4 separate regions of the Zea mays genome follow, and all the other regions are linked to region 1. The links are chromatin contacts, called in public Hi-C maps. All regions are on one chromosome and are shown on one strand. Each heading gives the region's core, a stretch centred on a gene start, on an enhancer-like site or on the middle of the called end of the contact. The rest is flanking DNA. Distances are from core to core; before and after follow the strand shown.

Region 1 (3,159 bases), core at 420-2,919:
TTTAACTGCCAATGTAAAACCAGAGCAGCAGTATTGCACTTAGAGCCTCGGCATCACCTAGGCCAATTTCAGGATCACAAATTCACAATACTAGCATATTTTGCAAAGCAAGTATAATTCATTTAAACACATAAATCCAATATACAGAACTACCAACCCTCCTGATCAGCATAGCCCATGACAGATGACTTAACAGTTTCTCAGTTTCCAAATGAGTACGCTTCGTAGTAGGAACAGTGTATTGCTATTTTGATGTACATGTTTCAATAGAGAACTATGACCGTATATCATGGGCTAAAGTTGGTGAATCCACATAACACAAAAAACTCAATTGAAGTCCCGTTTGGCACAGCTCAACTTCACTAGTGAAGCCTCTTTTTTTTTGCTTCAGTTCCACAAGCAACTCTACCAGTGAAGTTGGAGCTGTTTTAGTGAATCATTTGGCAAAACAGCTCCACACGTGAAGGTCCTTAAAACATGCTCTCATGCAAGGCCCGCCAGAGCGAGTTGGAGCTGGGTGAAGCTACTATTTTCAACTCTATCTCCCCTCCATCGCTCATGAGAGCATGTTTTAAGAGAATCTATGAGTGGAGCTGTTTTATTTTACCCAGCACAAAACGGATCTAAACAGCTCCAGGAATAGGTGGTGGAGCTGTGCCAAACAGGATCCAGCATAAACTGGTTTCATCATAAACTCTTGCTCGCAAAGTAACATTTATATCTAATTAGCATCAAAGCTCTAACTGAACCCATTTTGAGAACACCACCAAACAATGTGATTTCAACGATGTCATCCAACTACAAGTGAAACATCACAAATAGGGTGTATGCCGTATTTACATACCAGAAATACAAGGCATAGGTGCAAAAACACAACATATGTAATGCGTATCAATCTGCACAGAACCGGTTTTAGGTAACACACGGTCACATTGCCCTGGAACCTTGCAGATAAATTATTGCAATTAAAAAAACGCCAAAATCAAAACGCACGAGCTAACAGGGTTCACAGATGCGTTTGAGTAGCACAAGAGGCAGGATAAAGAAATTACCTAGTGAGTCCGTGCCGAGGCAGCCTTAATCGCTCTCCTCTCCCTCCGCTCCCTCATCCTCCTCAGGAACCACGTCAGCGTCGTCGTCGTCGTCCTCCGCGGCAGCCTCCTCCGGAGTGACGAGGTACGCCCCGGGCTGCGGGGGGGCGCGGCGGCGGGTCCGCGAGGGGAGGATGTTGCTGAGGTCTACCTCGGCCATCGGGTCTTCAACGAGCTCGTCGTCATCGCTGCTGCCGCCGCCGCCGCCCTCGTCGTCGTCGCTGCTCTCCTCGCTGTCGTCTTCCTCCTCCTCCTCCTCCTCCTCCTCCTCCTCGACTACCATCTTGCCCTTACCCTTGTCAGCCGCGCGAGCACTGGCCCTGGCAGCCTCGGCCACAGCGGCGGCCTCCTCGTCGACGTCGGGACGCGCGGCTTTAGGGGGCGCAAGGTTGGCGTCGGCTTCCACATCCGCCTCGGGCTTGCGCTTGGCCGGGGAAGGGTAGGGTGCCGGTGCCGGTGCCGGAGCCTGGACCTGGGCGGGGTCGGTGGCCACGGGCTGGGGCTCGCCGTCGGCAGTGGCCATCTCGCGGGGCGGGGAGCTAGGGTTCTAGAGCGGCTGAACGCGGTGTTGTGTCGTCTAGCGAATGAAGAGCGGGGAAGATGGCCAGAGGAGAGGAGGATGTGGATGTGGGCTTCGCAGGACGGTGGGTCGCGGTTTGGTGACCTGCGTATATGGGTTGTGGCCCATATTTTCGGGCAGGGCATGCTGGGGGCCCTACGATAATTGTCTAAGTTGGTTTTGGAAGTCTTCATTAGACCGTCGCAATTTACTTTGATTGCACTGTTCGTAGAATGCAGTTTAAATATGAGTATAGAGAGGGTAAACTGTTAGAGATAGTCTTACGGTTCTGTTTAGCACAAGTTATTTGACAGTTTCTTCGTAGATTCATGTAGAAACTATATTAAATAGAGTGTTTCTATAACAGCCTATCAGTTCATCCATTTTTAGAATAAATTATAAGTAGGTAATAAGCAGAAGCTGTTTTTATTGTTTTTTCTCAAATAAGTTGTTTTCCAACAAGCAAGAGTTGTGTCAAATATACCCATTTTTGCTCAAACTTTGGTCTTTCTCCTCATCAATGGATGAAATTGTTATTTGTGAAAGGAATTGCCGCGTCTAAGATAGGATAAATTAGGGCAAGTATTTTTCGCACTAATGTAGACCTTTATTTTTCTCGTAAACAGGAGTAAATAACAAACGTTGATATATGCAACTAAGACCCTGTTTAGCATAGCTTCTTCACGGGTTTAAGGAGAAGCTATACCAAACATGGCACTTTCGTAGCATCTTATTAGTTCAACTATTTCTTAGAATGGTCTAAAAGCAGATAATAAGTTGAAGCTACTTTTCACCCGCTTCTCGGATAAGCTGCTTTTCGAACAAGCAACAATTGTGCCTAGTAGACGCTAAAGTTTTGTCCAAGTGATGCAATATTTATCGTAAAAGGAGTTTTGCTGCCTAGGTTCTAGACTTATCCACTAACCTATAACTAAGAAATATGATAAAGCACACAACCAAAGACAATAATATAAATGTAGAATATTTAATACGATAGAGATATAAACTTTCATTAGCGTGTTGGTGTTTTTATCGAGGTATCAAGAACCAAGGTAATAAACTCTCATTGACACGATAGTGTTTTTGCTTCTTTCAGTAATAGCTTTTTTAATTCAATGACAACACACAGAGAACTCACATATAGCACAAAACAATAAAAACAAGTGGAACAAAAAAATGGCATGTGATTTAATGGTTTAGACAAATCTCAAAAGAATGCATATGTCATCGTTGTCGTGGCAATCATAAATATCAAAATCTATTTCAACTTCTTGTCTCTCTCAAGTGGCTAGAGTTCACTTGACAAATCTGTAAATAATATGTATCGGGGGTACCCAAAGGTATGTTGATCTTTGAGATGCCGGTTTGTGGGCCTAACTCGGTCCATGCCTATCATTCAAACTCTATCCAGGACTCAGACTTGGATTGACTATTAGGAAGGCCTAGATCTCATGTCAGGATGTAATCTACGTATCAGGGAGATTACAGTAGTTATGTATCTCTCAAGTG
Region 2 (3,159 bases), core at 398-2,897, 310 kb after region 1:
CCCCATTTATGCATAATTTTACTTTATTTTTGCATTAAACGGGAAGGGTGACTCAGGACGACCCTTGAAATTGGTGCTTTAATATAGTAGATTTAAAAACTGAAATTTTACACCCAATACATTGAAAGTAACTCTGTCAGTTATAACCAGCAAATTAGTCACGTCATAGTTCTTTAGCAACAAAGTAGTACCTGCTATTTGCAAAACTATGACAGCAAACTTAAAATATCTACGCGTTTCAGTGAAAGAATAGCTCCATCACATGATGCCTCAAAACTTGAGTAGACCTTCATTCCAGTAATACCGCTACATCATGATCACATCATTGTTAATTTGAGTTATAACCTGCCTAAGATCAGCTGTTGTTATTATGTCGAAATCCTTTGGCGTCTTTTTCATTATGAGATCTCGAACACAACCACCAACAAGGTACACATCATATCCTGCCAAAAAAAGTGAAACATATCAACCAAGCAAGTAATGCAATGAACCAGCAACAACTGGGTGGTAATGGGATCTAAATTTTACGCTATAAAATTTAAGGATCAGATCGTATTTGGATCAGGCTGTATTTCTATTTATTTTTGAGCTAAAATTAATTAAGGGCTCGAACGAATCGTGAAGAAACATTTGGATCGTGATCCATTACCACCCCTAGCAACAACAAAGGATACTCAAGCACCTAATTAACAGATGGAGAAAAGTACAATGGAATTGAAATCACATTCATATCTGATTAGCTATATTAATCGACTACTAGTACCGAACAGGATACAAATATGGTTTTGCATTTTTCATATCCAATTAACCGTTTCTCCTCTAGTCACATTTATATCTTCACAAAACAAAGTATGCCTTACATCTTTCATTCTGAAATATGATTTTATCCAAACTACTCAAATTTATTCAAATAAAAAATAGATGGATTCTGTTGCAGTATAGATAAAAGATAGTTTCAATTCTAATTAAGTAAAATGCAACTATTATATTTGCTTTATATGAGGCTGAGTTGAGTATTAAATCCTGTCTGCATTTGTTCTGACATTTGACCTGTAACTAAGTACTCGATCCACTAGTTCAGTCGCAGGACACCGGACTGAAATCCAACCTCAGCAGTGGCATTTCAGGATTTGGCAGGACAACAAAGCAAACACTAGCAGGGACATTGGGGTGGAGGACGCACCTCTGCTGCGGAGGCGGTGTAGTACGTTCCAGGCCTCGGGGGGGATCATGGACTCCTTGATCCCGAACCTCTTGGCACTGATCTTCTTCCACTCCAGCCCCTCCATCCCCTCCGCTCCCGGCCCACCTGCAGAGAATGCTCAGCGCCCACCAGGTAAAGAAAAGCAAAACCCTTGGGGCTAGCATTTCGCCGTCACGTCACCACTGGACCAACAGCAAGAACGGAGGGGAGACTTACTGTCGGATGTAGGGGCGGTAGATGGGGTGGAGGAGTCGGAGGGCGAGGGCGAAGGGGACGGTGCGCGGCGGCGGCGCCGTGGGGAGGCGAGCGCGGCGAGTGGGGATGGTGCAAGGCGGCCGGGCCTCGTGAGCGATCCGAGCCACCGCAGATCCGGGGAGCGCAGGGCCATCGCGACCGGGACGGCGCGGCGGCGGGAGGCGAGAGCGGGGTGAAGCGCAGCAGCGGGCAGGCGAGCGGCGGAGGAGGGTGGATAGGCTGACGGCGGCGAATATGCCCATTATGCCAGATCCTCTTCGTTCCATTCGTTGCCTCTATCGGTGGGCTTCTTTGTGGCCCATGGGCCGTAGGGTTTTAGAGTTCGTACCATGAATCTACCCATATATGGTAGTGGGCTTTTGATTGATGGGCCATTGTTGATAAAAGTGGTTCTATTTTGAATTTTTGATATACTGAGCTATGGAATCTAGTTAATTAATCAGAAAAATGTTTACTTTGCATTGCTGCATAAATAATAATATATGATTATTTTTTAATAAAACATCATAATTAATGCCGAACAGAGTCCTAGTTCAGCCGAATGCTTCTCTCGTTCTTAACATTGAGGTGCCACTGAATTTACATGCAACACACCTGCAGCATTTTGGCTGACAGTGTATGATAGAACTAGAGACTTATTACACCTAGATTATGCATTGCATTAATGCTTATCAAATTAATCCAATCATATACTCAATGTGTAACACATCCATACTTGATGGACTTCCAGATAAAGGAACAATGAATCCGAATAAAGCCTTCTTTTGCTCCATCAGCAGAAAACATTTTTCACTTGTCAAATTTATTTGTCAGATCAATGTCGAGAAGATCCTAAGTCCAACATAGAAGTGTGATCTCTAGTAGTATATCAGTGTGCAATCCTGCAAACTGGCAGCATGGATCTTTATATCCTCATCCAATGGCTACAAATGGAGGTGGAAAACTTCTGCGAAAGAAGCTCAAAGGGTCTGTTTGGTTCAGCTTTTTTCTGACCAGCTTTTCCGAGAATCTAGCTGTGAGAAGAATCTGGCTGTGTAGAGAATCTAAGTATCATTAGGATTACGTGCGGAGAAGATAAAGTTGTCCATGGGGCTCAGGATCTATAAAGTGACGGATTACTACTATTGCAACGACTCAACCTGTCGGCGTTTCGACCCCGGGGGGTCCCTGGACCGACGAGTAAATTGTCGCCGCGTGTCCCAGCCCAGATGGGTCGGCGCGAGACGGAGCACGAAGGGGGGAAAGGAGACAGGCAAAAGGGGAACCCTGCGGCCTTCGTATTGTCCTGCGCCCAGGTCGGGTGCGCTTGCAGTAGGGGGTTACAAGCGTCCGCGTGAGAGAGAGCGAGGGACTTACGCGTCGGCCCGATCTCCCGCGCGGCCAACCTTTCCGTACGAGAGCCCTGGACCTTACTTTTATAGGCATAAGGAGAGGGCCTAGGTGTACAATGGGGGATGTAGCAGTGTGCTAACGTGTCTAGCAGAGAGGAGCTAGAGCCCTAAGTACATGCCGTCGTGGCAGCCGGAGAGGTTTTGGCACCCTGTTCATATGATGTCGTGGCCGTCGGAGGAGCGCTGGAGCCTTGCTGAAGGACAGCTGTCGGGGCTGTCGAGTCCTTGCTGACGTCTCCTTGCTTCCGTAAGGGGCTGAGAGCCGTCGTCGTCATGGAGCACGCGGGGCGCCATCATTATTTGTTTACC
Region 3 (3,159 bases), core at 426-2,925, 300 kb before region 1:
CTTGAGAGTCTTTTCTTTAGTCGGGTAAGACTTGCTGAGTAATTCCATACTCAGGGTTTTATTCCCCGTTGTTTTTAGGTGAGGAAGCAACCAACTTTTGTTGCTTCTGTTCTAAGGTGGTACCAACTTTTGTTGCTTTTGTTCCTACTTGAATCCACGAAATCAACGACGCTTCCAGGTCCGCGCATAACACTAATTACGTGACGAGCGACTTACTAGACTTCACTATTCTACCCGATCAAATTTTATTCTGGCACTAATTCACTACTACGATTTACACGCATGTCAATGCCCCACATTAACAGCGCAAGTATACTAAACTGACGAGAAATATTAAAATGAAAAGCGAGAGCAATGACAGCTCACCAATAATTTAATCCGTCTTGAAGGCCACGAGCAAAGCTATGAGTTCCAATTCCGCCATTACGTCGAGCACGTGGTGAGCACCACGCGGACTTCACTGCCTTCTCCATTCACATCAAGAATTTTCCGACTACATACTGATTTGTTTCCTTCTACACCTAATCTTCTCGAATTTTTGGCGTGAACACATGCCATGGATGGCGTGGTTGTCGCATGGTTGAGCGTAGTGGACGACAGTGAACATTGAAAGTTGGAGGTGGTAAGGACGCGCAAAACGCGACAAACGACACCGGAGCGCGTCGCGCAGGATATGATGTTGACTAAAATACGACACGGGCGAGCTCCGGAGGTGTGCATCAGATGGCGTCGAAGGAGTAAACAGCGTGACGATGCGACTAGCCGGAGCTGCCAAGTAGACGACATGCCGGATCCACGAGAGTTCCAGCACCATGACAAGGTCAACCTGGCTGGGATCTAAGCAGCAGGCGACGTACGGACAGACGGCGAACTTTGTAGCAGGGAAAGGCGTCGAGCTGGGCAACGGCAGGTGACCTTGGCGAGCGCGGATCGGCGCGATGGGGACAAAGGCTGGGCGCAGCTTCCATGGGCGAGCAGGAAATAGGACATGCGGCGGGGCTCGACGAGACGCTGGTTCTAGGGAGCTTATAGGTGTTGCCGAGCTGGGGCTACTTCTGCTCCCAAGAATCCATGGCCAGAGGAGGGAGAGAGCAGGGAGAAATGCGCTGAGCAGGGAAGCATAGCCGGAGGAGCTCGACAGCAGAGAGCTGAACAGGGGAAGCAAGGTGCGCACAGGAAGCAAGGCGCGCACAGGAAGCTGGGCGGCCGAGCTGGAGACTGGGCGCGACGGAGGGAGGAGCAGAGGTCGGGGCGAGCTCGGAGGGAGCCATGGCGATGGAGAGAAGCGTCGGGAGCCAGCTGAGGGAGAGAGAGAAGGATCTGTGCGCTGGAGAGAGAGCGCGGCAGGGAGAAAGAAGATCCGGGCGTGACAGGGAGGAGCGCCAGGGAGGGAGAAGCGGCAGGGAGCGATGCCCCGCCTGGCCGAGCTGGAGGGAGGACCGGGCACCATGGCTTGAGGAGCAGAGAGAAAAGCAGGGGCACGGTTCAGGTGTGTGTGCGGCTAAAGGCGAGGTCAAAGTCGAGGACACACGGCTCGACGAGGCATAGGGAGGGGTGATGGCGAGCTATAGAGCAGCGAGCAGGGAGGGCGCGGAGGGGCGAGCTCGAACCTCCCTAATGGCCGGCGCTAGAGGAAGATGGGGAGGAGATGGAGAAGATGAAGTGCGTGCACGGGATAAGGTTGGGCGGCGGGATTTTTCTCCTAGAGCCAAAACGGCGCGGCCAGGAGGATAAGAACGCGTGCGCGGTGTCTGAAAAAAATCAGGGCTGAGGGCGGCGTGAGGATATTTTCCCTTTTTTATTTCTTCTCTCTTTTTTTACCGAAAATCGCTGATATTTTTTAATCAAGATTTTTAGCGACACATAATGGGTCAACTATACGGGCTACACACCTTATTCTCCGAATCACGAAACGAAAAATCCGAGGATTAACGATTTTGGTTAAATTTTGTTTAGATAGCTTTTGAGACTATTCTGGGCAACACGTAAACGGACCGGATATCGGATACATTATTTGAGACAACACTGTTTTAGTTGAACTCGGATACAAATTCATCCGCCATCTAAACACAGTTGATTTTAGTATCTTACAGAGTGTGCTGAAGTATAAATTGAATCTTAACCTCGCGCACGATTTCTCTCAGATGATGCGCGATTCAGATTATTTTGCCCTGAACATTTTAGTCGTCGAGTTCAAATTAATTTGCCCGGAATAAAAATCATAAGAGTAGGTCGAGCTTCTGAATTCGTATTCGCGCGAGCGATGAATTTTAAATAGGTGCATAACTCGCAAACTTTCAGAACAATTATGTTCCAAAATTCGCGAAAACTTTAGGAGGTGGCTAAATAGACAGAAACAGATGCGATATTAAAATCGCGATAAATGAAGATGATTAGACCTTAATGTCGAATTTATTTACTGATATCACGTGCTTAAATCCATACTCGTTGTCGAGCGGAATATAAACACCAGGGGTGTTACAGCCCTCCCCCATTAAAAGGATCTCGTCCCGAGATTCGGAACAAAAGACTTCTAAGAGTAGAGAAGCATGTAACCCATGTCCATACTAGCGATAACCATAAGACAATTCCAAGCAAAGGTGAGTGTCTCAGGATGAGGTTTCTCTAGTGGACATAACATATATCGCCTTAAGCTAATTTAGAGATGTCCATCATTAGAGACGATGTCTGCCAAAAGAACACATAAGGTTCCATGTGTGTAGTTTGCTTTTTCTGATGACACTGTACTATCTGATGCTGTTGAGCGAGCGATAAATACACGATCTTACCCAAGCAGAATCAGATGCACCGTCTTGGGTAAAATACACAGAAAGAGGTTTACCAACAAGTGTTCATTGGAATTTCATAGTACATAAGACGAGTGTGGATGTCGAACAACATCACAGTCAACTCGTGTTAGCCAAAAAACCCAAGTTCAAGAAAATGATAGAGACTCGAAATTTCACCAGCGAAAGGATCTGTAAATGCGAACTTTACAACCAGTCCATTTTATCCATCATTAATCATGGCTCGACTTGATCACACACACGTTGGAAAACATACGTGAGGCGATCGAGGCATGACTAGAGCTGTGGTTAAGCTGTTAACAGTTAGCTGAGGATGGCAAAGTACCTCATCCAACAAGGTAAAGTTAAGATG
Region 4 (3,159 bases), core at 213-2,712, 260 kb before region 1:
ATCTAAACACAGTTGATTTTAGTATCTTACAGAGTGTGCTGAAGAATAAATTGAATCATAACCTCGCGCACAATTTCTCTCGGACGATGCGCGATTTGGATTATTTTGTCCCGAACATTTTAGTCGTCGAGTTCAAATTAATTTGCCCGGGATAAAATCGTAAGAGTAGGTCGAGCTTACATATTCGTATTTGCGCGAGCGATGAATTTTAAATAGGAGCATAACTCGCAAACTTTCAGAACAATTACGTTCCAAAATTCGCGAAAACTTTAGGAGGAGTCTAAATAGACAGAAACAAATATGATATTAAAATCGCGATAGATGAAGATGATTAGACCTTAGTGTTCATTTTATTTACTAATATCACGTGCTTAAATCCATACTCGTTGTCGAGCGGAATATAAACATCAGGGGTGTTACAACGAAGCTCCTGTAATATTCAATAATATGCTGAAAGCAAATGGTTAGTCGTGTTTTTGAGGACCTTCATAAGAGGAAGGCCCCCAACACAAGGTATCACATATCCGAGGCCTACATAGATTCAAAGTAAAGGGGAATTATCGCCTAGGTACACCAGTCCGATCAAAATATTGGAATGAAAAGGCGAAGTAGCATACCAGTTAGAGTTATTTGAGAGGCTAGTAGATGTGCATAATGCATTCATGTGTCACAACTCAAGAAGTGTTTGAGTGCCAGAGGATTAGTTGCAAATAGAGGATCTAAATGTTCAAGGTGATCTAATATACATCGGGTATTACTAACCCATACTCGTACCCACGATAAAAAAATAATCTCGTCAGGTCTACCTTTATCTAGGATGGATATAGATTTACCCCCATACCCATACCTATATGGATATGGGTCACCATTGGGTCACTCGTACCCACGAAGATTAAACATCTATCAAAATAATACATTATGCAAACATTAAGTATATTCATCTAAATACCACTATTAAATTTCTAGCATCATTCAATCATCCATTCAACAACACCGTAGATAATTGGATAAAGTAACAACACTAAGTAGTACCACATAACACATTACATGGTCATCAAATAGTTGTTAAGACTTCTATGACACTATCACTCAAAAGGTTGTTAAATAGTAAAAAATGGATGATTGAAGCCCAAGTTCATGCTTTTGGGCCAAGTTTATACCGGATATTTTATATCCATGTGTTAACGGGTATGGGTGAGGGTAGAATGTTCTAGTACCCGTTTATCCATATGTAAAAGTTTTTGTCCAATAAAAACTGATGAGTATAATATTTAGTCCAGATACGTACCCTAATGGAGTAAATACTCATCGGGTATCGGATCATGGTGTCATTGCCATCTCTAGGGCCTTAACAACCTCTGTTGTACTGTACTGTACGCCATCTACGTGGTCGGATCCGAATCAGACGGCTCAGGTTGTACCAATCAGCTGTGCTAAAAGCATCCTGCAGCTATCTTTGAGTAGGCGGTCCACAGGCAAATCCCCTATCTCCAACCTGTGAACGGTGAACCCCGATCGAATGACGCCGACGGCGAACCTCCTCCTCCCGGCTCCCCCATTCGTCCCCATCTCTGATGTGCGCCGCCTCCAGCTCCCCCCGCGCGTCCGCCACCAGCCTCGTCCCTGCTGGAAGGGCGTGGAGTGGGGCTCCATACAGACCCGGATGGTCTCTTCTTTCGTTGGTATGAGCGAACCCTGCTACCCGTGGAATAGATTGCTCTGAGCGTCCTGTTCTTGGGGGTTCTTTGATGTGCGGAATCAAATCCAAATCTTTTCGCACTCTCGTGCTGGCACGCTGATTTTGTCTTTCTTTGGAGTCTAGCTGTAGGGAGCAGAACACGCCGCAGAAACGTTATATGTGCTTCCCTGTTTGGAGTTGGAGCTCCCGAAGCACTGGTCATTGGAGTAGTCGCCTTGTTGGTATTCGGCCCCAAGGGTCTAGCAGAGGTAAATTACCTGCGTCTACAAGCCTTGTCAGCTTTCTGTTCTTGCCTTCTTGGGGCTATTCACTCGTTAAGTCGTTAATGTGCTTGGGTGGTGCTAGTAATTGAGAACACTGATCGACAAGATTGACCTATAGGTATGGTATGGAATTTCAATCCAAAAAAAAACCCAACTTCAGTAGTATTATGTAAGAACCCTCTCTAACTTCTTTACCTCACTGTTGAGCCCTTTGGCCATTCAGATTCATCCCAGCGCATAATTCTCAGTTCAGGCGCTCAGGTCCCTTATGCTTAGTTGCTCTATTTTTTTTGGCATTATCCATCAGCTGCCGACCTGCTGTAATTATGCGTACATATTCCCCCTTAACTCTATGGACCAGTTGCACCAGAAATGACATTATATGTCTTGGGACTAATGACCATCCCATGGTATCAATTGTTGAGTTATTACTATTATGAACCTGCCATTCATAATTGGAAGCTGTTTACACTTTCATCTGCCTCTGGAACTGTGTCATTGTTAATCAACTTTTAGTTTTAAACAATAAGCTTCATGGTAACCAAAAGAATTTCCCCCTATCACTCTGTTCTTTTGTTGGCTACAGGAAATTACATGTCTTCTTATGTTTGATTCTGATGTGATACTTAGCTGATCTGCTGATAGTCTAGGGCAGTAAGCTATTAAGTTCCTCCCTAATAGGCTTTAATCGTGAACTCTGTTGGAACTATGGAATTTTTATCATGACTCCAAACACCATCCTGTTTCTATATTTTAGAGTTTTGCTTTGTAAACATTCTTTGAACTCTCAGCATCATTGTCGTCGAAAACTGGCCATTTTAAAAAGTTTTAGGAAAAATATATTGTAGTTGCAACACATGTGTGCACAAAGCTTCACCTCAAGTTAATAATCTAAATTTAAGACTCCTTTATCTGTCAACAACCAAAGTCAAAAATCATTTTTTTCTCGAACGACGCAGGAGAGCTGCGTGTCATTTCATTTAGGAAAGAAAAAGAACAGCGCATAAGGTCAAAATGACTCAACCCAAGAACAAACAGCTAGGTTTTACACAAAAGAACAAAAAACCAACGACCAAAGCCACCAGCACCTAGCAGGCTGGGAACAATGACTTATTCAGGAGCTCAAGCAACCCTGCAGCTTCTGCAGCACACCAAAGAAGCCCCTCATTTCCTATCCTATTGTCATGGGCATAATAG

What was found. A called contact is a pair of places that touch in the nucleus more often than the background predicts.
Region 2: a Hi-C map of bundle sheath shows a contact between it and region 1, with 5 times the contacts expected there. The contact joins the promoter of LOC100382483 here to the promoter of LOC100275065 in region 1. A contact is called at or near these places in 4 of 25 Hi-C or Micro-C datasets (bundle sheath, ear, endosperm and 1 more).
Region 3: a contact with region 1 is called in a Hi-C map of bundle sheath, with 2.6 times the contacts expected there. The contact joins the promoter of LOC100192803 here to the promoter of LOC100275065 in region 1. A contact is called at or near these places in 2 of 25 Hi-C or Micro-C datasets (bundle sheath and leaf).
Region 4: a contact with region 1 is called in a Hi-C map of leaf, with 6 times the contacts expected there. The contact joins the promoter of LOC732790 here to the promoter of LOC100275065 in region 1. A contact is called at or near these places in 5 of 25 Hi-C or Micro-C datasets (ear, endosperm, leaf and 1 more).

What each region holds. Positions count from the first base shown.
Region 1 is chr2:67,187,705-67,190,863 of Zm-B73-REFERENCE-NAM-5.0, reverse strand. LOC100275065 reads right to left here and starts at 1,669. Exons shown (of 2, transcript NM_001149256.1): 1 at 1,053-1,669. The coding sequence starts at 1,614. The coding sequence ends at 1,078.
Region 2 is chr2:66,874,764-66,877,922 of Zm-B73-REFERENCE-NAM-5.0, reverse strand. LOC100382483 (Polynucleotide adenylyltransferase family protein) reads right to left here and starts at 1,647. Exons shown (of 13, transcript NM_001175222.1): 1 at 1,421-1,647; 2 at 1,184-1,309; 3 at 346-443. The coding sequence starts at 1,592.
Region 3 is chr2:67,487,870-67,491,028 of Zm-B73-REFERENCE-NAM-5.0, reverse strand. It overlaps LOC100192803, which reads right to left and starts at 1,675. Exons shown (of 1, transcript NM_001137996.1): 1 at 407-1,675. The coding sequence starts at 1,450. The coding sequence ends at 494.
Region 4 is chr2:67,449,368-67,452,526 of Zm-B73-REFERENCE-NAM-5.0, reverse strand. It overlaps LOC732790 (high chlorophyll fluorescence106), which reads left to right and starts at 1,462. Exons shown (of 7, transcript NM_001112408.1): 1 at 1,462-1,518; 2 at 1,520-1,682; 3 at 1,823-1,947. The coding sequence starts at 1,520.